5 separate regions of the Mus musculus genome follow, and regions 2, 3, 4 and 5 are each linked to region 1. The links are chromatin contacts, called in public HiChIP or PLAC-seq and promoter capture Hi-C maps. All regions are on one chromosome and are shown on one strand. The core of a region is the stretch at or near the end of the contact, and the rest is flanking DNA. Distances in the headings are between cores, read along the strand shown.

The links. HiChIP or PLAC-seq counts read pairs in DNA pulled down with a chosen protein or histone mark. Capture Hi-C pulls out chosen DNA fragments and counts their contacts.
Region 2: a FOXA1 HiChIP or PLAC-seq map of pancreatic cancer cells shows a contact between it and region 1. The contact joins the promoter of Slc25a35 here to the promoter of Cd68 in region 1. A contact is called at or near these places in 1 of 484 Hi-C or Micro-C datasets (rod photoreceptor) and 1 of 115 datasets of contacts at active chromatin or transcription factors (pancreatic cancer cells).
Region 3: a contact with region 1 is called in an H3K4me3 HiChIP or PLAC-seq map of embryonic limb bud, with 5 times the contacts expected there. The contact joins the promoter of Aurkb here to the promoter of Cd68 in region 1. A contact is called at or near these places in 6 of 39 promoter capture datasets (the C10 cell line, cranial neural crest, embryonic stem cells and 2 more), 2 of 484 Hi-C or Micro-C datasets (erythroblasts and large pre-B cells), 14 of 115 datasets of contacts at active chromatin or transcription factors (the 230-238 cell line, astrocytes, effector CD8 T cells and 11 more) and 3 of 9 other capture datasets (adipose tissue, liver and pancreatic islet).
Region 4: a contact with region 1 is called in a FOXA1 HiChIP or PLAC-seq map of pancreatic cancer cells. The contact joins the promoter of Mink1 here to the promoter of Cd68 in region 1. A contact is called at or near these places in 1 of 39 promoter capture datasets (cranial neural crest) and 1 of 115 datasets of contacts at active chromatin or transcription factors (pancreatic cancer cells).
Region 5: a contact with region 1 is called in a promoter capture Hi-C map of adipose tissue, with 2.1 times the contacts expected there. The contact joins the promoter of Ctc1 here to the promoter of Cd68 in region 1. A contact is called at or near these places in 2 of 39 promoter capture datasets (embryonic stem cells and pre-B cells), 1 of 484 Hi-C or Micro-C datasets (B cells), 3 of 115 datasets of contacts at active chromatin or transcription factors (astrocytes, memory CD8 T cells and pancreatic cancer cells) and 2 of 9 other capture datasets (adipose tissue and liver).

The regions. Positions count from the first base shown.
Region 1 is chr11:69,663,899-69,668,330 of GRCm38.p6, forward strand. It overlaps Cd68 (CD68 antigen), which reads right to left and starts at 2,272. Exons shown (of 6, transcript NM_001291058.1): 1 at 2,122-2,272; 2 at 1,605-2,038; 3 at 1,349-1,468; 4 at 1,137-1,215; 5 at 853-1,023; 6 at 315-606. The coding sequence starts at 2,164. The coding sequence ends at 473. It overlaps Eif4a1 (eukaryotic translation initiation factor 4A1), which reads right to left. Exons shown (of 11, transcript NM_144958.4): 8 at 4,298-4,432; 9 at 4,124-4,213; 10 at 3,797-3,876; 11 at 3,038-3,719. The coding sequence ends at 3,575. It overlaps LOC115487878 (a small nucleolar RNA gene), which reads right to left and starts at 4,078; the gene lies at 3,936-4,078.
Region 2 is chr11:68,965,217-68,970,002 of GRCm38.p6, forward strand. Slc25a35 (solute carrier family 25, member 35) reads left to right here and starts at 2,915. Exons shown (of 5, transcript NM_028048.2): 1 at 2,915-3,821. The coding sequence starts at 3,447.
Region 3 is chr11:69,044,348-69,048,645 of GRCm38.p6, forward strand. It overlaps Aurkb (aurora kinase B), which reads left to right and starts at 1,290. Exons shown (of 8, transcript NM_011496.2): 1 at 1,290-1,661; 2 at 3,438-3,540; 3 at 3,625-3,694; 4 at 3,827-4,018; 5 at 4,159-4,297. The coding sequence starts at 1,614.
Region 4 is chr11:70,561,184-70,565,641 of GRCm38.p6, forward strand. Mink1 (misshapen-like kinase 1 (zebrafish)) reads left to right here and starts at 1,698. Exons shown (of 33, transcript NM_001045964.1): 1 at 1,698-1,943. The coding sequence starts at 1,887.
Region 5 is chr11:69,014,023-69,018,887 of GRCm38.p6, forward strand. Ctc1 (CTS telomere maintenance complex component 1) reads left to right here and starts at 1,889. Exons shown (of 23, transcript NM_001013256.2): 1 at 1,889-2,143. The coding sequence starts at 2,111.

The DNA of each region.
Region 1 (4,432 bases), core at 1,022-3,521:
GTCAGCAACAGGGTGTCAGGTCGGAATGATTCATTCTGTAAGGGACTAGGCAGCCATTGGCCCCAGAGGGAGGAGGGAATTTTGGCAGCTTCACCAGCAGTCACAGGACATTGAGGGATGAACCAATGAAGGCATTTGGTCACTCTCTGGTACTTTTGTCCCTTCTTGCCAGCTGTCTCTTGGTGACTCAGCCACGGGAAGGCACAGGAAGGCATATGACAAGAAACTCGTGGCTTTTAGCCCCGGCAGGACAAGGCAAGCCAAGAGAAAAGATTTCATTAAGTGTTTGTACTCTTAATGAGGAAAGAAAGGAGTAGTAGGTACCATTCATGTTTATTGATTCCCCACCCCTATTATAAAATCTCTTCATTGTGTTCCTAAAGACAGAGAAGGAAGGTAACTGTTGAGTCAGTGGCATGGTGAAGAGATGAGGCGCTCCTTGGTGGCTTACACAGTGGACTGGGGCAGATGCTCAGAGGGGCTGGTAGGTTGATTGTCGTCTGCGGGTGATGCAGAAGGCGATGAGCACCAGGGTGAGGAGGCCGAGGAGGACCAGGCCAATGATGAGAGGCAGCAAGAGGGACTGGTCACGGTTGCAAGAGAAACCTGGCAGAATAATGGGATCCCTGAGAATTGCTGCAGTGGTGGACGGGCTAAAGGTGGGAGGTGGGGGAGGACGGAAGAGGAAAGGGGATGAAGAAAGGCTGAGGAGCCAACCCATAGGTGAGAGCAGTCAGCAAAGGGGAAATAAGGCAGTCTTGTAGAGGAGGCGGAGGTCTAGAAAAAGAGTTCTGGGGAAGGTTTCCAGAGCAATGGGAGAGCTCTAGGAAAGAAGAAGTAGGTAGGGCTTACATGGCCCGAAGTGTCCCTTGTCAGGCAGCTGAGCAGCCTGTAGCCTTAGAGAGAGCAGGTCAAGGTGAACAGCTGGAGAAAGAACTATGCTTGCATTTCCACAGCAGAAGCTTTGGCCCAAGGGAGCTTGGAGCTCTCGAAGAGATGAATTCTGCGCCATGAATGTCCACTCTGCAGTAATTAGTAATTAAGAGTCAAATCCAGTCCTGACTCCTGAGTCCTCCCCACCAGCCCAGCACGCCCAGCCTAGACTTTTAGTGTGGTAAGGAGAAGAGATTACTCACGTGCTGCCTGTGGGAAGGACACATTGTATTCCACCGCCATGTAGTCCAGGTAGACTGTACTCGGGCTCTGATGTAGGTCCTTAAGGTGAACAGAAAGACTCAAGGCATCAGGGACAGAGGCATCCATGTCCACAGAGCAAGAACAGAGGCTCCGGGGGTACAGGTATGGGATATGGAAGAATAGAGGATAGAGACAAACTCAAGCTGTATACCTGTTTGAATCCAAAGGTAAGCTGTCCATAAGGAAATGAGAGAGACAGGTGGGGATGGGTACCGTCACAACCTCCCTGGACCTTGGTTTTGTTGGGATTCAAAACAGATATGCCCCAAGCCTGTAGAAGTGCAATGGTGGGTCTGAAATCACAAGAATGCTCCATCCAGTTTATCCCCTCCTCTTCTCTTCCTCTTCCCTGCTGAACGAGCCCAGGACTTGCCTCTTGCCCTCTTTAAGCCCCACTTTAGCTTTACCTTTCTTCCACCCTGAATTGGGTATAGGATTCGGATTTGAATTTGGGCTTGGAGCTGAACACAAGGCTGGGAGCCGTTGGCCCACGTGTAGTTCCCAAGAGCCCCCTTGGACCTTGGACTAGGCGAGGGTGGAGGTGGTCCAGGGTGAGGGCCAACAGTGGAGGATCTTGGACTAGTAGCAGTGCCATTTGTGGTGGGAGAAACTGTGGCATGAGAAATTGTGGCATTCCCATGACTGGTGGTGGTGGCAGGGTTATGAGTGACAGTTGTGGGTCCGGAGCTGGTGTGAACTGTGACATTTCCGTGACTGGTGGTGGTGGGCCTGTGGCTGGTCGTAGGGCTGGCTGTGCTTTCTGTGGCTGTAGGTGTCATCGTGAAGGATGGCAGGAGAGTAACGGCCTTTTTGTGAGGACAGTCTTCCTCTGTTCCTTGGGCTTTCAGTAAGAGATTGGTTGGCCACCCAGGTGCAGGCTCCTGCCCATGAGCCCTCCCTCCCCCACCTCCCATTTCTCCTTACCTATAAGCGGTCCTAGCAAGATCAGACACACAGGGAGCCGCATGGCAGAGATGCTCAGACCAGCTAGGCTACACCAGTTCCTTCCTCAATCCAATCCCCTTTGCCTTCTCTTGGAAGAGGAAATGAAAAGCCTCACTTCCCTTAACTAAAATAATCCCACCCCAAACCTGACTCAGACACCTCAGCTTTAGCAACCCACTCAAGCCATTGGTTTTCACAATTAGGCTGTGATTGGCAGTGACGTTCTCAGTGGGCGGTACAAAGCCTTGGTTACCTCGTGAGAATGAGGCAGCTGACTCACACGGAACTTACCTAAGCAAAACTTGCTCTACTTGGGAGCTTACAATGCAGCAGAGAAATGGGAAGCCCTTTCCTCATTGGTAAGAAATGCAACCCCACCCATGCACTCCAATCCTAGCACAGGAGGCCGAAGGCAGATGTAAGAGGTCAGCTTAGCCTATTTATTTAGTTGCAGGACAGGAAGAGCTACAGAACAACCATCTCCCTACATCCCCAAGGTGAGTTGACACCTACATCATCTGGGCTAGGCCTAACCAACCAGTTGAATTTTTTTTTTTTGGTTTTTCAAGACAGGTATTTTGTGTAGCCTTGGCTGTCCTGGAACTCACTTTTGTAGACCAGGCTAGCCTCGAACTCAGAAATCCACCTGCTTCTGCCTCCGGCAGAATGCTGGGATTAAAGGCTTGCGCCACCATACCCAGCCAGTTTAAGTCTTAATGCAGCAAGTTTCACTCATGTCTTGTGCCTAACACTGAGGCAAATTACCAAATGTTAGTAATGTGGGTCATTTGGTATTGCAGGAAGCAACATGGCAAATTCAGTAATCAACTAGTATGGGGGCAGGTGATCCACACTAGCAGGTAGGAGGGAAGGGAAAGAAACAAGAAGCCCAAACAGGCAGTTTCCAAGTAATTTTATTCAGAATTTTGTGTTTGTTTCCTGAATCAATAAATACTATACAAAACAATGTAAAAATGGCTACCATTTTCTCTCCCCTGCTCCCCTCACCAGGGGACAATTCCCTGGACAACCTCACTCAGGGGTTCTCCCTGTAGATTTGGTCCAGCAAATGAGGCCAGCCTTGTTTTTTAGCCCCTTGACTCACTTTTGGAGATTTGGCTGGGGTAGGAAAGCCTTTAGGAACGAGGTGACTAGGTTAGGGAAATGCATTAGTGTTTGGGGGGGGAAGGAGACGGCGCCTGGGGCAGAGCCTACCCCAAAGAAAAGGGTGTCTAAAATGTTCACGGTTCCTTCTTTTTGCCTCAAAAAGTGACATTTATTCATAGAGAAAAAAAACTGAAACAAAAAAAAAAAAAGCCAAAACAAAAACAAGATGTCCATCCCTTGGCTCCCTCCCCTCCCCCCTCCAGCTCTTCCTTAGCCCCACCCCAGGACTGAACCCTGGGCTAGGGCCAGGTCGCAGGACAGCCCCTCAAATGAGGTCAGCAACGTTGAGGGGCATCTCTTCAATGGAGGTGTTGTAGAAAGTCTCAATGTCTCGAAGAGTCCTCTTGTCTTCTTCGGTCACCATGTTAATAGCCACACCCTTACGACCAAACCGACCACCTCGACCGATTCTGAGGGGGGTAAAAAGGATGATGGAACACTTGGGTTTCAGCATAGGGGTTGTTTAGTCTGTCAGACCTAGACTTACCTGTGGATGTAGTTTTCCCTGTTGGTGGGAAGGTCATAGTTGATGACTAAGGAGACCTGCTGCACATCAATGCCTCTGGCCTAGGTCAGGAAAGAATATAGCCATCAGAGGATACAATCTATCCTAATTAAGTAGGCATACATGTAGGCAGCCAGAGGAGGGCAAAGGAAACAAGAGTTTCTTGTCCACCAGAGACCTCAGGCACGCCTGGTTTTCTTCCAAGTTGCTACGTTCCTGAAAAGGGCACACAGTCAGCCCTTTGGAGAGGGAATCACCTTGGACTAACTTAACTTGTCTTCCTTTCTTTCCCTGAAAGCATCTACTCACCAACAGGTCAGTGGTAATTAATACTCTGCTAGAGCCAGACCGGAACTCCCTCATGATCACATCTCGTTCCTTTTGGTCCATATCTCCGTGCTGGAAAACAAAGAGGTAGAAGCATTTGGCACAAGGCTCCCAACACAGACAGACACACAGAGACACATAGCCATTAAAACTCACCATGGCAGAAACAGTGAAATCTCGGGCATGCATCTTCTCGGTGAGCCAGTCCACCTTCCTTCTGGTGTTGATAAAGATGACTGCCTGGGTGATGGTCAGCGTCTCATACAAGTCACACAATGTGTCAAGCTTCCA
Region 2 (4,786 bases), core at 1,665-4,164, 700 kb before region 1:
GACCAGTCTGGTCTACATAACAAGTTCCAGGAAACCAGAGCTATAAGAGACTCTGCCTTGAGAGTAAAACAATAATAAAAAATGAAAATTAAGAACATATTTCTAAATCAAAGATGGTTATCTAAGCCAGGTATGGTAGTCTATGCTTGCAATCCCAGTACTCAGATGGCAAAAGAATTTTTTTAAAGATTTATTTATTATATGTGAGTACACTGTAGCTGTCTTCAGACAATGTAGAAGGGGGCGTCAGTTCTCATTACGGATGGTTGTGAGCCACCACCATGTGGTTCCTGGGATTTGAACTTCAGAGGAGCAGTCAGTGCTCTTAACTGCTGAGCCATCTCCTCAGCCTGGCAAAAGACTTTTAAGTTCTAGTCCAGTCTGGGCTATATGAGACTCTATCGCAAAATAACAATAAAAATAAATAATAAGTGAGATGGACATACATATATATACATACACGCAAGCTCTAAAAGACAAATGTATCACGAATTGAGCAATAAAATAAAATATGATGGACTGTAACTCAAAATATAAAACAAATATCCATGAGTCCATAGGGATATCAGTAATATAAATTAATGTGTAAATTATGTATTAGTGGGAACAAACATCCACTACAAAAGACTTCCATGTATGTGTTCTGTTTTCACGGAGGGGATAAATAGCTGTCCCCCATTTTTTGTTTTATTTTTATTTTACTCTATTTATTTATTTATTTATTTAGGTTTTTTGAGACGGGTATTTTGTTTTTTAAAAAAGATTTTTAAAATATTTATTCCTGTCTATGTATGTATACATGTGCATGCAGTATCTGTAGAGGCCAGAAGGGGGCACCAAATATCACTAGTAATTTGTCAGTTGCTTTGTGGTTGCTGAAAATGAAATTAGATTCTCTGAAGGGGTGGGAGTGTGTGTGGGGGGGTAGAATAACTCATGCCTTTAATATCAGCACTCAGGATGCAGAAGCAGGTGAATCTCTGAGTTCGAGGCCAGCCTAGTCTTCAGGGTGAGTTCCAGTACAGCCAGGGCTACACAGAGGAACCCTGTCTCAAAACAAAGCAACAAAACTGGGTCCTGTGAAAGATCAGCCACTTGCTCTTATTTGCTGCCTTTAATCCCAGCACTTGGGAGACAGAGGCAGGCAGATTTCTGTGAGTTTGAGGTGAGCCTGGTCTACAGAGTGAGTTCCAAGACAGCCAGGGCTACACAGAGAAACTCTGCCTTGAGAAAGAATAAAAATTACTTAAAAAAAAACCAAAACAAACAAATAAACAAACAAAAAAAACCTTAAAATCTGTCAATCTCTTGGGCATCTGGTATTAAAGACAGAAAGTGTCACCCAGTAATGCTGAATGTTAAGCACCCAGGGGGACTTAGTGAAAGAATGTGGGGGTCCACCTGCAGAGTTCTTCTGGTTCAGGGAGTTTCCAGTGAGACTGGATGTATTTCTAAGTTCTCAGGCACTACTGCTGCTATAGCCACCATACTTTTGAGAACCCTAGGCTTTAAGCTCAGGGTGTGAAGCCAAGTGTGGTGTCACCCAGTAGGGCAGCAGGCTGGAAATCTTCAGCACTCCACATGCTGAGGCAGGAGGATTTTGAGTTTGAGGCTCCTAAAGGCTACACACAGCAAAGTTGTCTGGCAAACAACCTAAGACTCAGATCTGCCTCTCTCCCACCCCCAAGCTTCTAGAGTTTCCAGTATCGTGAAGTAGGGAAATTAACCACTAGCTAAGAACAATAGGAATGTTTTTGAGGTATTCCTAAAAATAGGTATGTTTGAGGAACAAAGTAGAATGAGGCTGAATAGGGACAACTTGAAAAGCCATCAGAAGATGCTCAACCTGACCTGAACGTCACCAAAGAAAGCTGCGGGGACCTCGGGGAAGTGGGAAGAGTTCTGTCAACTCCAGACTTCCCAGTAAATTACTGAGCGTGTAACACAAGGGCAACCTCTCCTTTGGAGTATGTCCCACAGATATTATCTCATTTTACAAGGGGTTCCTGAGAAGATAAGAAACTTGCCCACGGTCATCTATATAGTAGGAAGGAAAATATAAACCGGAATTCAGCGCTAAGCAGGGTAGTTGACTCAGGTGAGCCCTCTGCTTCTTCCTGCCGCCCAAATGACGCCACCTAAACTCCTACCTTCTTTCTCCAAGCTTTCTCTTTAAGCTCTTTTCCAGCCTCCCCCCCCCCCGGGCTCTTTCATAATTATTCATACGAATGAAGCAAGGACAAGAAACAAGTCTGTTTCTGTAACCTAAGCCTCGCTGAGGAGGAGATGGAAATCCTTGTCTTGACCTGCCCGGCCTCCTCTAGGTCATTGTGACGATCAAGAGCTTAATAAGATCAAGGTTTTGTTTTTTTTTTTTTTTTTCCCCTGGCTGGCCTTCAGGCCTCCCTCCCTGGGCGCCCGCAGCTGGCCACACCCTGGTACTAGACCCTACAGTTTACTCGGCCTTAGGGGATGGGTGCTGTCCAGCAGGTGTGTACCATCGCCCCGGCGGGCGGGACTGCAGTTTCCGGACTATCCTGGCATCCGAACAGCGCTGGGCGTGTCTGCGGTCAGGCAAACCCCAAACAGAGATGACCTGGGATTGAGGACGATCGCAGAGAGCCCGCCACCCACAGGAGTCGCTGCCCAACCCTCCGCGCTCAGCCTCTGCATCCCGGCCCACCCCAGTTCCTGGACAGTGATTAACAAAAACAAAAACCAAAAACATCTCCCCGCCTCCGGCACCCTCCCAATGCCAGGCCTGGGAGCCGGGGCGAGGAGAGTTAACCCAACCCGTTTTAGTTGAGGCCGAGGGCCCGGCCGATGGCAGCGCCTCCCATTGGCTGCTGAGCCGGCTCTTCGCTGATTGGCTGAGGCGCTCGGCTGCAGCTCTTGGAGAGTCCCCATTGGCGCTGCGTTCCAAGGACCCGAGAGTGGCCGCCCGGCCTCTGCAGACTACCTCGGGTAAAGGTGCTCTAGCTCCCGCAGCTACTTTGCCACGCTTATTCTTAGCCGGAATCCTAACTTCTTTCACAACCCTCCTCTCGCTGTTGTCGAGCCACCTTCGGCTTTTCCCTCTGATTCTTTTTCTGTTGTTGCTTTTCTTTTTCCTGCTTCTCCAGCTACCATTTCGTAACTCCGTTTTCCTAAGATACGCTCTGGTACCCCCATCCTAGGCATTCCCACCTGCCAGCTTCTAACTTCTGCTCCTCCCTGATCTCAGTTCCCTTGTCAACAGGGCCTTGTTGCCATACCCTACTACACTCCTCTTTCTTTCCTTTTGCTACCTTCTGATCCCCAAACTCCCTCTAACCTCACTTGACTTCTTGACATTTGACCCAGACAATTTAGCTCTCTTAAATTTCTACCTGTTGCAGCCTGGGCTTCAAAGAGCCAGGTGTTGTTCATATCCATCCCTGCTTTCTGAAGCTGTTTCTACCTTTACCATGGACTTCTTAATGAGTGGTGTAGCAGCCTGTGGAGCCTGTGTGTTCACCAATCCCTTGGAGGTTGTGAAGACCAGAATGCAATTGCAGGGAGAACTGCAGGCCCCAGGCACCTACCAGCGCCACTACCGAAACGTCTTCCACGCCTTCTTCACCATTGGCAAGGTGGATGGCCTAGCTGCCCTGCAGAAGGGCCTGGGCCCTGCGCTCTTGTACCAGTTCTTGATGAATGGCATCCGACTGGGCACCTACGGGCTGGCAGAGTCTCGGGGTTACCTGCACACTAATGAAGGCACCCACAGTCCTGTCCGCAGCGCCGCAGCTGGGGCCCTTGCTGGGGTCATGGGAGCATATCTGGGAAGCCCAATCTACATGGTAAGAAGAGGGGTCTGTCTGGTCTGGGGCTTTCAGAAAAGACTTTTGGCAGAGGGTGGGAGCCTGCCCTTTACAAAGGCATTGGTGACAGGGTGCTGTGCCCCATAAGCAGAAAATGGCACAGGAAAATGCTGGCAAGCTTCAAGGCCTTCTGATCTGCCTTATACACAGACACCCAACAGACTCTGCAATGTGTTGATGAAGATTACAGACTTAGCGTAAGGAGAACTCCTTTGAGTTGGGGTGTCATTTGTTTGTTGAGGCAGGGTCTCCCTATATTGTAGTATCAACACTTGCTCTTGTAGCCCAGCCTGGCTTCTAACTACAGTCCACCCTGAGTCTTCTCAGTGCTTCAGTTAACAGGTATGCATCCTAGCGGTATGCATTCAACTGAACTTTGAATCACACTTCCTAGCACTCATTGTTGCCATGTTGATAAGACAGGAATAATTATAGACTCTTGTGAAGTTGCTGAGAGGACTGAAGGAGACACATGAGATGTACATATGAAGGGTTCATATAGATCCCGGCAGATGGTGGGCATCTGACAATATTCCTCTCTTCTCTTCTCTTCTCTTCTCTTCTCTTCTCTTCTCTTCTCTTCTCTTCTCTTCTCTTCTCCTCTCCTCTCCTCTCCTCTCCTCTCCTCTCCTCTCCTCTCCTCTCCTCTCCTCTCCTCTCCTCTCCTCTCTCTCTCTCTCCTCTCTCTCTCTCCCCTCTCCCCCTCTCCTCTCTCTCCTCTCTTTCCTCTCTCTCCTCTCTCTCCTTTCTCTCCCCTCTCTCTTTCCCTCTTTTCCCTTGATACAGGCAGAGCCTGGCTATATGACCCAGGCTAATGGGAAACTCACTAGGAACCCAAGCTGGCGTGAAGCTCTTGCTCCTCCTTGCCTGTGCCACCCAGATGCTCTGATTACCAATATGTGCCACCATGCCCAGTGCAGCTTTTACTGTCTTATTCCTGGGGC
Region 3 (4,298 bases), core at 40-2,539, 620 kb before region 1:
GCTAATTCATCGGGAATTGCTAACGTATAGAATTGGAAATGGATTTAATTTATATATATTTTTGGAGTAAACAGCTCACACTGTAGCCTGGAGCTCCTAGCAATCCTCCTGCCTCAGGCTCCAGAGTGCTAAAATTACAAGCCTACTGTCAGAAACCTTGCAGGATTTTAAAGAACAAAATAGTAAGGACACATAAGCAAAAAATGTGCAAGAGAGTGGATTTTGAGTGTACCTAGCCCAGGAATGTAGACCATGCCACTGGCTGAAAGCTCTTCCTAGGAAAACAGGATACTTAAGAAAATACAAACGGAAGAAATGAACTGGGCTTGTCAGTGGTGCAGTGAGATAATTAGAAATTCAAGGCCAGCCTGGGCTGAATTAAAGGCCAACTTGGGCTGGACAGAGAGACCTTGTCTTGAATAAACAAAAACCAAATACAAAACAGACAGGTAGGATAGAGAACCCAGAAATGCAGTTCCAAATTCATGATTTATACACCCACAGATTCAACTGTTATCTGTCTGTCTGTCTGTCTGTCTGTCTAACCTACACCTCTACCCATCCCATCTAGAAGATTGCATCTGTATTGAGTAGTAGACTTTCCCGGCATCATATTCCCTAACTTAGGTCTTACTGCTGTCTCACAGTATTTTTATTGTATTAGGTAGTTAGGTGATCTAGGAATTAATCAATGAAGCCTAGAGAATTACAGACCCTATGCAAATACTGTGTCATATACAATATTATGTCTGTATATATAATAGACCTAAGCATCTGCTTGAATTGAATATTATGGGGCATTGTAAAGGCAATACACCAAAGATACTGAAAAAAGACTGTATTTTCAAAGATCATATTAAGGGTAGCATCTAAATTTTCGTGGAAACCAGACAATTTAACCAAGGTCTTCGGAAAGAACTCGGTCATATTAATGTTTACTCTATATATTTTATTTATATATAATTATTATTTTCTACCTCCCCCCAGGGTATCTCTGTGTAACTCTGGCTGACCAGGAACTCGCTTTGTAGACCAGGCTAGTCTCGAAGTCACGAATCCACGTGCCTCGGCCTCCCGAGTGCTGGGGTTAAAGGCGTGCGCCCCACCACCGCCCAATTTAAATATTTAATTTTTTATAACTAGAAAAAGGAGCGTGCACATCTTGGGACACAGTTTCAAACTAGTAAAAAGAAGCCTCTTAGGCCACACCTTCGTTCTGTTTCAATGACTACATCACAAAAAACGTAGCCAATGAGAGTGGGCTGAGTGGCGGCTCAGCCAATGGACCTAGAGCGGGAGATTCGAAAGCGTCCGGGTCGCGGGGTAAACCGGTTCTCCGTGTGCGAGCGCCTAGTGGCGTAGGCTGCGGCTTTGCGGGGAACTGCGGGGGCTGCAGTGGTCCACGGGGCTGATCGGGTTCCGTTGGGCGGATCCACGTGCCCGCTATCCGCCTGGAAGGAGAGGTGCAGGAGTACCCCCGACCTTGGCTGCGTGCTGACTCGCTTCCTTCTGCCCGCCCAGGCTTGCACTCCCCGGGGATCTGCCTCTGCATCTCTTGCCTTCGCTGTTGTTTCCCTCTCTGTCCAGCTCCCCTCCCGCTCTCGCCCTGGAGAATGGCTCAGAAGGAGAACGCCTACCCGTGGCCCTACGGCTCAAAGACGGTAAGGTCCTGGCCACATTCCCCGCCCCACGTCCCCCGGAAGAAGAGTCCATGAAGATAGAGGCTGGCCTTGCAAATGGCCGGACTCTAAGCGTTTCCGACGTGTGGGCCTCAAGAATTTGCTTGCAAAACTCAGTCTGATCACTTGCAGTCTTACCGTAGCAGATGTTGCCAACCTGAATCTGAGGGCTTCCGTAGAGCTGAGCCTGCTCGTCACGTACAATAATAGTTGGGACTGAGCAAACATCATCGTGCTTTCGGGTCGTGAATCTCACTCTCGAGTCTGAAAAAATTAACTACACAGGAAATAGATTATAGAATAGAAGGTTACGGTTTAAAAGGTTCCGAATGATCTAAATATTTATGTACGGCCCTGGGTATGAAACCCCAGAGCTTCCAAGTTTTGATGTACCATCCATACTACACTCCAGCTTTGGAATGTATCGTACTGAGCGGTGGGAAGTAAGAATCCAAGTAGATTTGAAATGCTGTGTGTATGTGCGTGCGTGTGCGCCACACTGGAGATAGTAAGCACGGTGGTGCACACCTGTAATACAGCACACCCGTAACGCACTTGGCTACATGATGGGATCCTGTGGCCACCCCCAGATGAAGAGCCCTTCACTGTATATAGTCTGTTCCCTGTTGGTGGGACCTGAGCATCCTGGACAGTCTATCTCTTTCCTTGTCCCAGCTTCCTCCTCTGTGGAGCCCTGAGTCAAACTGACAAGCGTGCAGTCCTGTTACTTTTACCCTGATTTACTATCACAGGAAAATATCTATTACTCAGAGAACTTTGAAAGTGAAGTGACCCAAGTGTAAACATATCTTTTATTCTCCTGGCCTAATTTGTCATCCCCGAGGGTCACAGTGTGGTCAAATATCCTGCAACACCCCTAAAGCCATCAGTATCCCTATGTTCTGTTCCTAGAAAGAGATGAAGTTTTGTTTCAACTTCACAAGCTCAGGCTCTTACATAAGCCTGGGTGATGTGTTTAGAACTATCCAGACTGGGCAGTGATGTGCCTGCGGTGGGCTGGGGTCAGGGGAATTGGTGTAGTAGCCTCTTGCCTTGGGTTGTTTTGTCATTCGTTCATTTACTTTGCTTTTTAATTATTTTTGTGGAGGGTGATGTTAAAACAAGGTCTTCTAGCTGGGCGGCGGCGGTGGTGGTGCACTAATTTAATCCCAGCACTTGGGAGGCAGAGGCAGGTGGATCTCTGAGTTCAAGGCCAGCCTGGTCTACAGAGTGAGTTCCAGGACAGCCAGGGCTCCACAGAGAAACCCTGTCTCAAAAAACAAAAAACAAAACAAAACAAGGTCTTCTTTAGCTCAGGCTGCAGGCTGCCTTTCTCCTAACCAGGAGCCTCCACCTCCTTAGTGCTGGGGTTGTGGATGTGTGCTGGACGCTCTCAAGTTGTTTCATTCTTTTTATTCATTTTATTTTTGCAAGTTACTTTTGTTTTTCTCAAGACAGTTTCACTGAGTAGCGCTGGCCATCCTGGAACTCAGTCTGGCCTAGAACTCAGAGGTCTCCCTGCCTCTGCCTCCCAAGTGTGTGCCACTGCTGCTGGCTGCCAGTTGTTTCTTAATAACCCCTTTCACGTGGAGCAATGAGTAGATTCTTGGCTAGGCAGGCAGACCGTGCTGTATCAGTATTGTTCTGTGAACTGTGAGTGGATGGGTCCTTTAGCAAGCAGCTGAAATGCGCCTTGTAGCATATTCTGGCCAGGTTACCGGGACAAGGACGCCCTCAGAGTCACCCTTTGCTCCTCAGTCTCAGTCTGGCCTGAACACGTTGTCCCAGAGAGTCCTACGGAAGGAGCCCGCCACGACATCTGCGCTTGCTCTCGTGAACCGGTTCAACAGCCAGTCCACAGGTACCTTGGATGATGGGAAGAGGGAGGTGGGGGGGGAAGCTGGGAATGTCAAAGGATGGACTCAACATAATTCTCTCTCCTTAGCTGCCCCTGGCCAGAAGTTGGCTGAGAACAAGAGTCAGGGCTCCACTGCCTCGCAAGGATCCCAGAACAAGTAGGGAAACTTAAACAGTGATGGGGGAGAAATGGGGGAGGATAAGGGGAGCACGGATAGTGAGAGATCAGCCACCTGGAGACTCTGAGCCAGCCAGCTAACTCTTCCCCATATTCCCGCTCTTCTAATCAGGCAGCCTTTCACTATTGACAACTTTGAGATTGGGCGTCCTTTGGGCAAAGGCAAATTTGGAAACGTGTACTTGGCTCGGGAGAAGAAGAGCCGTTTCATCGTGGCACTCAAGATCCTCTTCAAGTCTCAGATTGAGAAGGAGGGGGTAGAGCACCAGCTTCGCCGAGAGATCGAAATCCAGGCGCACCTGAAGTATGCTGTCACCCTGACCCTGGTCCCTCTGCTAACGGGATCACCTCACTCGACTGTCTCTGTCTTACTCCGCCTAGACCACCTGCCCCACCCAGCTCCTAGATGCAGCCTGAAGCTTCTTTTCTCCTTGCATCCCCCAGACATCCCAACATCCTTCAACTCTACAACTACTTCTACGACCAGCAGAGGATCTACTTAATCCTGGAATACGCCCCTCGCGGGGAACTCTACAAGGAACTGCAGAAGAGTCGGACCTTCGATGAGCAGCGGACTGCCACGG
Region 4 (4,458 bases), core at 448-2,947, 900 kb after region 1:
AGTGGGCTGGGACCTCCCACATCAATGACCAGTTAAGAGAAGGCTTCACTGGCTTACCCACAGGCCAACCCGGTGAGGGTGTTTTCTCAGGTGAGGTTCCCTTTTCTCAAATTGCTCTAGCTTGTGTCAAGTTGACATAAAAGTAGTCAGCACAGCTGGAAGTTGGAGAATACTCCAGGGCAAAGAGAAGTAAGTGCAAAGACAGGTAAGAGGTGTTCTGGGGGCTTCAAGTAGAATATATTTCATTACATCTGGAGCAAGTTTAAGTATGGTTTATTAGAACATAAGACCAGAAAAGAAAAATATATATACATAAGGTCAAAGAAACAGCAGAATCTTGAAAGTCTTTGATATCACTACCCACAAGGCAGTGGGAGTCATCAAACGGTGTTTTTTTTTTTTTTTTTTTTTTTTCTCATTTTGTTTTTTTTTTTTTTCCCCCTGTCATTTTATAGTCCAGGCTAATAGAAAATGTAATCCTCCTGCCTCAGCTTCCTGAATGGTGGGGTTCAGAAAACCGTTTTAAACAGGACAATGATGCCAGATTTAAGTTTTAGAAAAAAAAATCACTTCTGGATAATGAAGAATTTAATCGAAGGTGCCAGGCAGAGAGGCCATGTGGGAAGGCCAAATGGGGATTGTGGCTTGCATATCAGGGGCAAGGTAAATGAGTCAGGAGAGTACCCGGAGCAAGTTTGAATGTGCACCCAAATGTGCCAAGAAGCCTCCAGAGAATTCAAGCTCACCTAAGCAATGTTTATATTCATTTTCAGAGGGAGTGTTAGTGTTGGAAGAGCTCTTGAAAACTCAGAACCTTCTCCCCTCAACTTCATAGAGAAAGAAAAGCCCAGAGGCAAATTTGCTTGCTCAGGGTCAGACAACACATTAGTCAGTGGCAGAACATGTCTGTCTATAGTTACAAAGCCTCACCCATCCTCTAGTGAGACTAACCGGCTGGAGGTGCTGTGCCAACAGGAGTAGATCTGAGGAGCTGGAAAAACATTTGAAGGGATTGGATACAGTTTCTTCTGCTTTACCACTAGCAACTCCAGGGATAGTTCTTTCCTGCAGAACACTGTGCTAAGAGAAGCAGATACAGACGTGTGCAGTAGGAGTGCCTATCTGCTCCCAACATCCCCACTCCAGCCTAGAAAGGGAGTAAAGGGCAGACAGTAGCCCCGTCCTTCCCTCCCACGTGGTTTCTCCAGCCAAGTTCTCACGGAGTGGCCCCTCCTTCAGCGGCTCCACTGTTACCATGGCAATTGGGTGGGTGGACAGCACGTCCTATCTAGAGGCCAGCAGCCCTCGCGTGGGGAGTTACCATAACAACCCCCCTAGTAATAGAGGGGGTTGGGTCCCGCCTCCCTTCCCCCGCAAATCGAGAGGTAGGTGGTTTGATTGGCAGCTGGGCACACGAAAGAGGGAAAGGGAAGAAAAGGAGTCAAATAAAGATCAACGAAGGAACTAGAGGAGAGGAGGCAACAATAATAAAAGGGGGAAAAGGAAGGGAAGGTGTATGCGCACGCGCACCAGCGGGTGGTCGCGCTCCTTCCACTCCAGGCTCTAGCGAGACTGGGTCCGCGCTCGCCCTCCGCCCGCTCTCCTGCGCCTGCGCGCAGGTGTCGGCGCCCCGCAGGAGGGGGCGCCCGGCGCGTTCGCGTCACGGTCGGCTCTGCGCGTGCGCAGGGCAGCCGGCGACTCGGGTTGCAGGCGCGCGGGTGAGAGCGCCTGTCAGCCGCTGGGTCGGTCCTCCCGCTGGCCCTCCCCCTCCCCGGCCTTCGGGGCAGGCGCGGTGGAGCCCGCCCCTCGAGTCCCCCGATGGGGGAGAAGCGGCGACGGCGGCAGCGGAGTGAGCGAGCCGGAGCGTGAGTGGCCCCGCGGCGGCCATGGGCGACCCAGCCCCCGCCCGCAGCCTGGACGACATCGACCTGTCTGCCCTGCGGGTGAGCACCACCCCAGCCTCGCGCCCGCGACCCCTGCCCTTACCCCGAGCTCTCGCCGCCCGGGGGTTCGCCCTCTGGAGATTCTGGGAGCCAGTTTGGTCCCCACCCTGTGCTGCCCTCCCCCACACTTGCGTGCCACCCCTACCTTGCTGCTGGGATCCGAGTCCCCTCCTTTATAGGCGTTTGAGGGTCACCTCTGGTGTCCCTAAACACAGCCCTGCATCACCTGCAGAGCCTTTCTTGTGTCCCCCCTCTCTCGGCCCTCATGTCTGCTTCCTCCACCTCCTCTTCTGGCTCCTGGAATTTTGACTTTGCAACTGCCTCAGCCTCCCCCTCATCCCTCGTTTTCTTCCTCGCCTACCCCTAAATTGCAAGTTGGGCGGATTTCACCTCCTCGCTCCACCCCACACACCTCCTACGTCTCCATCCCACGTTCACTTTCCCTATCCCTTTTCTCGTGTTTCAAGTGCAGCTTTTCAGACCCAGGCATTTCCGGTCTCGGGGTCCCTGAATATTACATTACTAACTCTGCAGCCGCGTGGGGCTGGGAGGACAGACAAGTGCACAGTGGGAGGAAGGGAAGCCTGGATTTCCTCGGAAACTCGGGCCGGAAGACGATGTTTACATACATGTACAAGCACACACACACACACACACAAACACACACGCACACACAACACGCTGCCTGAGGTCAGTAGGGAGGGAACTAGTGGGAGTGGAGGCAAAGGAGAGTTGGAGGGAGGGGTTCATTAGGGAAGCGGTTAAGAGGAAACAACTGTGTCAGGAATGCTTTCAAATAACCCATTTATTGTTCCACGTGGGGCACTTACTCTCTCTCCTCCCGGAATTTTCAGTTCAGCATTTGTAAGTGTTCTCTAGCGGGCAGCTTTGTCTTAAGGGCAACATAGAAATTTCAAGGTGAACCATTCCAGACTGTCTCCCAGGTGGTGTTTTGATTCCATGCCCGGTGAGCTTTCCCAACCGGCGGCGTAGGTGTAGCTAGAGCAGGATTCCCCACCTCATGCTTACCTTCTCAGAAGGTCTCTGTACACATTGGCTTCTGGCTTGTAAATTACCCAGGGAAAAGGCAGCCACCTCACAAGTGCCCCGGATATGACTGGAGGGGAGAGAGAATTGAAGAGAGCAGAGTCATGTTGTTAATTGGGTTTCTCTAGGTGACACAGTTTTTTTTTTTTTTTTTTTTTTTTTCCCTCCCTTGCCATTCAGGTCATAATTTGTTTGGTGCAACGTTGGGTTATGAGACCTGACTTACTGGAGATAACTTTCTGGAGAACAAGACTGAGTACTGGATCTCCCTCTTTCCTCTCTTCTCTCTCTCTCTCTCTCCCTCCCTCTCTTCTTCTGTCCCCCTCTCTCCTTCTCTCTCCCTCTGTGTGTGCCTGCGCTTGCTTTGACAGGGGAGGCTTTAGATCAGCTTAGTCAGTGTTTAAACTGGGATACTCGAGTCCTTTGGGATGTAAGATGGAAATCCAGGTTTTGAGTAAAGTTTTAATGTGCTTGCATTTGGAATGCAATTGCAAACTGAAGTTGTTGATTAACTCTGGCCGCAGGTTGTCTGGCTGTGGTGACCATAAAGAAACACTGTCACCCAGTGGGTAGGTGCAGGCAGTGACCTTTGATTTTTACCTCTGGTCCTCTACTGCTCTTTTCTCTTGGTTTCTCTGGTAACTTTATCCTGGGCCCCCAACTTGGGATTTCCAGAAAATTACTATTTGCCCTTGGACATGGTATTTCCCTCCGTGAAGTATGTTAGCCTCTTTCCATGCTTACTCCTCCGGGGGTTCCTCTCCTTCCCTTCTAGAGAACTGGGTGACCTTTTCCTTGTACTTCTGTCTGTCCTGCCTTCTGCCTCTGAAGAAAACAGCTCATGTCTCTCACTCTGGTACTCCAGGACCTGTGGAAGAGCTGTACTTTCTTGAATGGGGCTGGAAAGGCTGCTCTCTCCTTGCTGGCTTCTCTCTCAATTGCCAGTCCGGTCCGACACATCTGTGAGAACTGCTTGTGGCTCTGTCAGGCAGCTGGCCCAGTCACACCTTGTTCTTCTGTTCCCGTTTTCTAGTTAGGAATGGAACCATTGGGAGAATTAACCAAGTGTGCAAGCCTGGTGTCAGTGGTTGGGTTAGGGTGAGGGAAGAGCATCCTTAGGGTTGAGAAGCTAGCCTCTATGACCTCAGATGTCTGTCTCCTCTTGTTTCAAGATAAGGCTTGGTTTTCAGCTGACGGTGAGAGTAATAGTCTGATATTAGAGGAAGACTGAGTTGCACTAATCTCTTAGTAAGGTGACCAGAAGGACCTGCTACTTTGTTACCACACCACCCTTGGCTTCTTGGGCTGTTTGTCCATCAGTATGGTGGTGTAGTGTAGTGGGGGATGAACATGAGTCCAGTTGCTTTTCTGAATTGAAACCCCAGCTTCCTTACCTCCTGTAAGATACAGACGTTGGTTTGTTATCCTTACCTCCCTTCCTTCAGACTCTGCGGTCTAACTTCCCTAA
Region 5 (4,865 bases), core at 639-3,138, 650 kb before region 1:
ATCAGGGGTCCCCCTTGGCCAAAGAGCAAATTCAAGATCCAATATGGTGCTATAGGATACACCACCTGTCTCAAAACAACAAACACAACAGAAACATAAAACAACAAAACAAAACAAAAACAAACAAACAAAACCTCTAAAAAGCCTGTTACTGAAGGCAATGCTAGTCATTGACTAGGTAGCTCCATTTTGCTTTTAAGTAGACACTGGGTGTTTATTTATCATTTTCTTTTTTCCTTCCTTATGAAGTTGAGTCTTTCCTCCCTTCAGTAAATTTGAATGTCAGGATCAACAGGCCTGCTTGAAGAATGTCTTAAAAGAAACTAATAAAACCCCTTAAACAGAGACTCTCTTGTGCTACAAAATCTTTAGTTGAGACACGGCTACTAGGGTGGGGCTTTTGCCCCAACTTCTCTTTCATCACCACAGTGCATATTTCATGACAGAAGGAGTTGTTTGCATCAAAAGTGAAGCTGAATGAAGGGATACAGTAATTTGCAGGTGTAATACTTTGTTGTTTTTCTTTTGTTTGTTTGTTTCCAAACAGGGTTTCTCTGTATAGCCCTGGATGTCCTGGGACTCACTCTGTAGACCAGGCTGGCCTGGAACTCAGAAATCCACCTGCCTCTGCCTCTGCCTCTGCTGGGGTTAAAGACATGCGCCACTACTGACTGGCTACTTTGTTGGTTGTTTTTTTTTTTTTTTTTTTTAATGTAACCCTGGCTGCTTTAAACTCAGGAAGATTCTCCTGCCTCCTGAATGCTGGGATTACTGCACTGCCACATGGTTCCTTTTCTATCTTGCTTTTTATGTGTTTGAGTGTTTTGCTTGCATGAATGTATGTGTACCACGTGTGCAGTTACTCAAAAGGTAGCGCCAGAGCCGGGCCACCTTTAATCCCAATACTCGGGAGGCAGAGGCAGGTGGATTTCTGAGTTCGAGGCCAGCCTGGTCTACAAAGTGAGTTCCAGGACAGCCAGGGCAATAGAGAGACCCTGTCTCGAAAGACAAAAAAACAAAACAAAACAAAACAAAACAACAACAACAACAACAAAGGTAGCGCCAGGTCTCCTGGAACTGGAATGCCAGACAATCTCCTCGCTTTGCTTTTTCTTCCTTTCTTCTTCCTTTCTTCCTTCCTTTCTTTCTTCCTTCCTTCCTTCCTTCCTTCCTTCCTTCCTTCCTTCCTTTCTTTCTTTCTTTCTTTCTTTCTTTCTTTCTTCTCCATATATTTTGCCTGTTTTCCCGTCAATCTCCTTGCCTCAGAACAAGAGGGTTTTTGTTTTGTTTTCTTCAATGAATATACCCCGATCCTATGTGCCTGCCACATAGATGAATTCTGTTTCCTCCGCCAGTACTGAGCTCTTGATTGCCTGACTGACTGAATTAGGAAAAGCAAAGGCTTTCATGAATTGAGTCACATATGGCCACCAAATTCTTTAGCAAAAATTAGTTCTAGACATTAGAGTAAAAAACAAATTTAAAAAGACTTGCTAAATGCAGCAGTGGCTTAAGTCCACTGCACATATCACATATGCTAATGGTGTCCCGTGGCTCCCTTTTTTGTCCTCACTTCGTAGTTCTGGCTGGCCTGAAATTCACTATGAAGAGCAGGTTAGGCTGAAACTCAAAACTCGCAGAGATCCCCCTGCCTCTGCACCCGGATTGCTGGGATTAAAGGCACATGCGATATCCCATCTAGTCTGTGGCTACTTTTAAATTGCACATCTCTGCTTGACAAGATCAGGGAGACTGAAAATTTTAGGTGTTATGAGCCAAGTGACTGTGCGCTCGAGCGGTCTCCCGCCCGCCCCACCCCACGTGAAACACTAGGATCCGGACGCGCCGTCACTATAGAAGGAAAACAGGCCAGATCTGGTGACGCACATCTGTAATTCCCGCCTTTAGGAGTCAGAAGCGGAAGGGTCGCTGCAAATTTAAGGCCAGTAGGCTCCTTACGGCAAGTTCACCGCAAAAGGTCCCTGACGCCCCAGTACCCTGGTGGATGCAGAGGGAAGAGGCAGTGCTGCTCCCTGACGTCACAGGTTCCCTCCCGTGAGCACTTGCGCCCGGAGTTCGCGCGTTCTTCAGGGTAGGGGTTTGGCTCATCATGGCTGCTTGCCGAGCACAACCACCTACCTCCGTGAGTGCTGTTTGTGTGATTCTCGTGGGTTTTTTGTTTTGTTTTCCCTTCTTGTCCTGAATTTCTTTTCTTCCTATACTCCTTCCATCCATTGCCCATGGTCTTGGCCTGGGGAGCGGAGGCTTTTCCGGCCCTTTGTTCCAGGGTCGACCTAGCCTGGAATACGTCTCCGCCCACTGTCGAAGGTTTACGCTCTGTGGGAGATTAGCCTTGCTGGTTGTTGTGGTTACAGGGGCCCTCTGATTTAGCTGGTTTGGGAAAGGAGAAACGCCCCAGTCCTTGGATGGGTACCCCGGTTAGCTAAGCGGGAAAGCATCAGAAAACGGTACTAGGCAGCAGAAGCCATTTTGCTAAGCAAGAGTTAAAGCAAATATCGTTTGAAAAGCTAAATGCCATTGGGTGGAGGTGGAGGGGTCAGAAGGAATAGTGAACTGTCTTGACTTGCTAAGCAACAACTTCTTGGTAGTTGTTAGTGGTCTTTTTATGACAGCGTCACGTTAACATCACCTGGTGCTTGCTATGTAATTCACTGGGCTAGCCTCTACATGTCTCGCACTTGGTGGCCCTTTTTGGACAAAGGAGTGGTTGTTTGAGATTTGGGTCTTACTTTACTGAAGTGTACTGTGGACGGTTGAGCTGAAAGACCATGGTTGAAAACAGAGTCTATGGTATCTTCTTCCACTACAGCAGTGTTAGTGTTGGGGTACCAGAGGTAAAGAGAAGGCCAAGCATGGTGGTTTACACCTTTAATCCCAGCACTGAGAGGCAGACAGATCTCTTGTGAGTTCGAGGCCAGTCTACATAGTGAGTTCCATGACAGCCAGCGCTATGATGAGAAACCCTGTCTTGAAGAACAAACAAACCCAAAGGAGTAAGACATTAGAATTTAAAGGGGTGGATATTGTAAATGACAGGGAGCCAGTTAAGGAGTAGCCAAGGATTCAAGCTAGCTGGCTGATCAGTGAACATGGCTTTAGTGCTGGAGTGGTTTTAAAGAGGACATTTGTGCTGCAGTGCTGGGCAGAGTGATGAGACCAGCTCTCAGGAGAGAGAACTCTCAGCTAAAGGAGAGATCCTTGAGCAACAGTCCTCTTTTAAAGGTCGTTCGTTCAAGGTAGACGATGCAGTCGGGTGTGGTGGTCCAAGCCTTTAATCCCAGCAGTTGGGAGGCACAGGCAGGCAGGCCTGGTGTATATAGCAAGTTACAGGGTAGCAAGACTCCATGGTGAAACCCTGTTTTAAAAACAACAACCACCACAGCAAACGTAGGCAATTCAAGTATTTGAGGGTATAGTGTTAGGCTTACATTATACAAAATGAATCTTGGGGTTATCCAAAATACAGACCTGTTTCATTTGATTCGGTAAATGTCCTTAGTTTCCCTTTTCCCCTCGAACAACCAACGGCAAAAGCCAAAGTCTTCCCTATGTAACTGAGTCTTCCCTCAAAATATACTGTGTAAGTAGGGCATGGTGGCGCACGCCTTTAATCCCAGCACTCGGGAGGCAGAGGCAGCGGATTTCTGAGTTCAAGGCCAGCCTGGTCTACACAGTGAGTTCCAGGACAGCCAGGGCTACACAGAGAAACCACCCTGTTTCAAAAAAAAAAAAAAAGTGACATCTGCCTCCCCCCAAATTTGATTTCACTTTGAGGTGGTGTCACTACTTTGAGAAAGGTTGTCAAGTAATGGGCAGGGCATGAGAGGACTAACAACCAAAACCAAGCAAACCTGAATGAAAACAATGTACTTCTAGCCTTTGATTATGTCAATGAAGTATTATCTGGGTAGTGGATTGGTCCACTGTCCAAAACTCTGAGAGTGAATGCAAAGAGAGAGTGTTTGTCCTAGGTTTAAGTCAGTAGGACTGTTTACACAAGAATGCCAAAATAATTTAGGACATTGAAAGTGGTTTTTCAAGGTGTTAAGGATGTGCTGAATATGGGATATTGACCAGAGATGGAGCTATGATGATTAGAACTAGCTGAAAAGACAGAACAGGGATCAGATCTAGTGGGAGTATATCTTGTCTATATTTAGTTTATAGGGACTCGAGTGCATATGCTTCACTCAAAAAATGGAATGATTAAAAATTACACTCAGTATAGTCGTGATGGTATGTACATTCCTATAGTCCTACTGACACTTAGGAAGCAGAGGCAGGGGGATCTGTGAGTTCAAGAACAGTTTGGTCTGTATATTGGGTTATAGGCCAACCAGGGTTATGTAGGAAGATCTTGTCGCAAAAAAAGGTGGGGGTGCTCTTGGTGAGAATGCTCAGGGGTTAGAGCACTGGCTGTTCTTTCAGAGGACCCAGCATCAGTTCTCAGCACTCACATGGTCCACACCCATTCTTAACTTCAGTTTTAGGAGTTGGAATGGGCACCAGCATCCACGAAGGCCAAACATCCATAAATTACTCTTTGACCCTTTGCCTGTGTTCTTTCTTGTGTTCTATTAGACATTACTTATATTAAGATTAGTAATGTGGTTTTTTTTTTTTTTTGGAGGCTTAATTTTTTTTTCATGCAATGTATTTTGATCTTACTCTTTCCCCTCCACCAACTCCTAGATCCTACCCACTCAACTTCATTCTTTCTCTCTCTCTCTCTCTTTCTCTCTCCCTCCTCCTCCCTCTCTCCCTCCCTCCCTCCCTCCCTCCCTCCCTCCCTCCCTCCCTCCCAGAAATAGAGACACAAATTCAAAACAAAACTCAAACCAGAA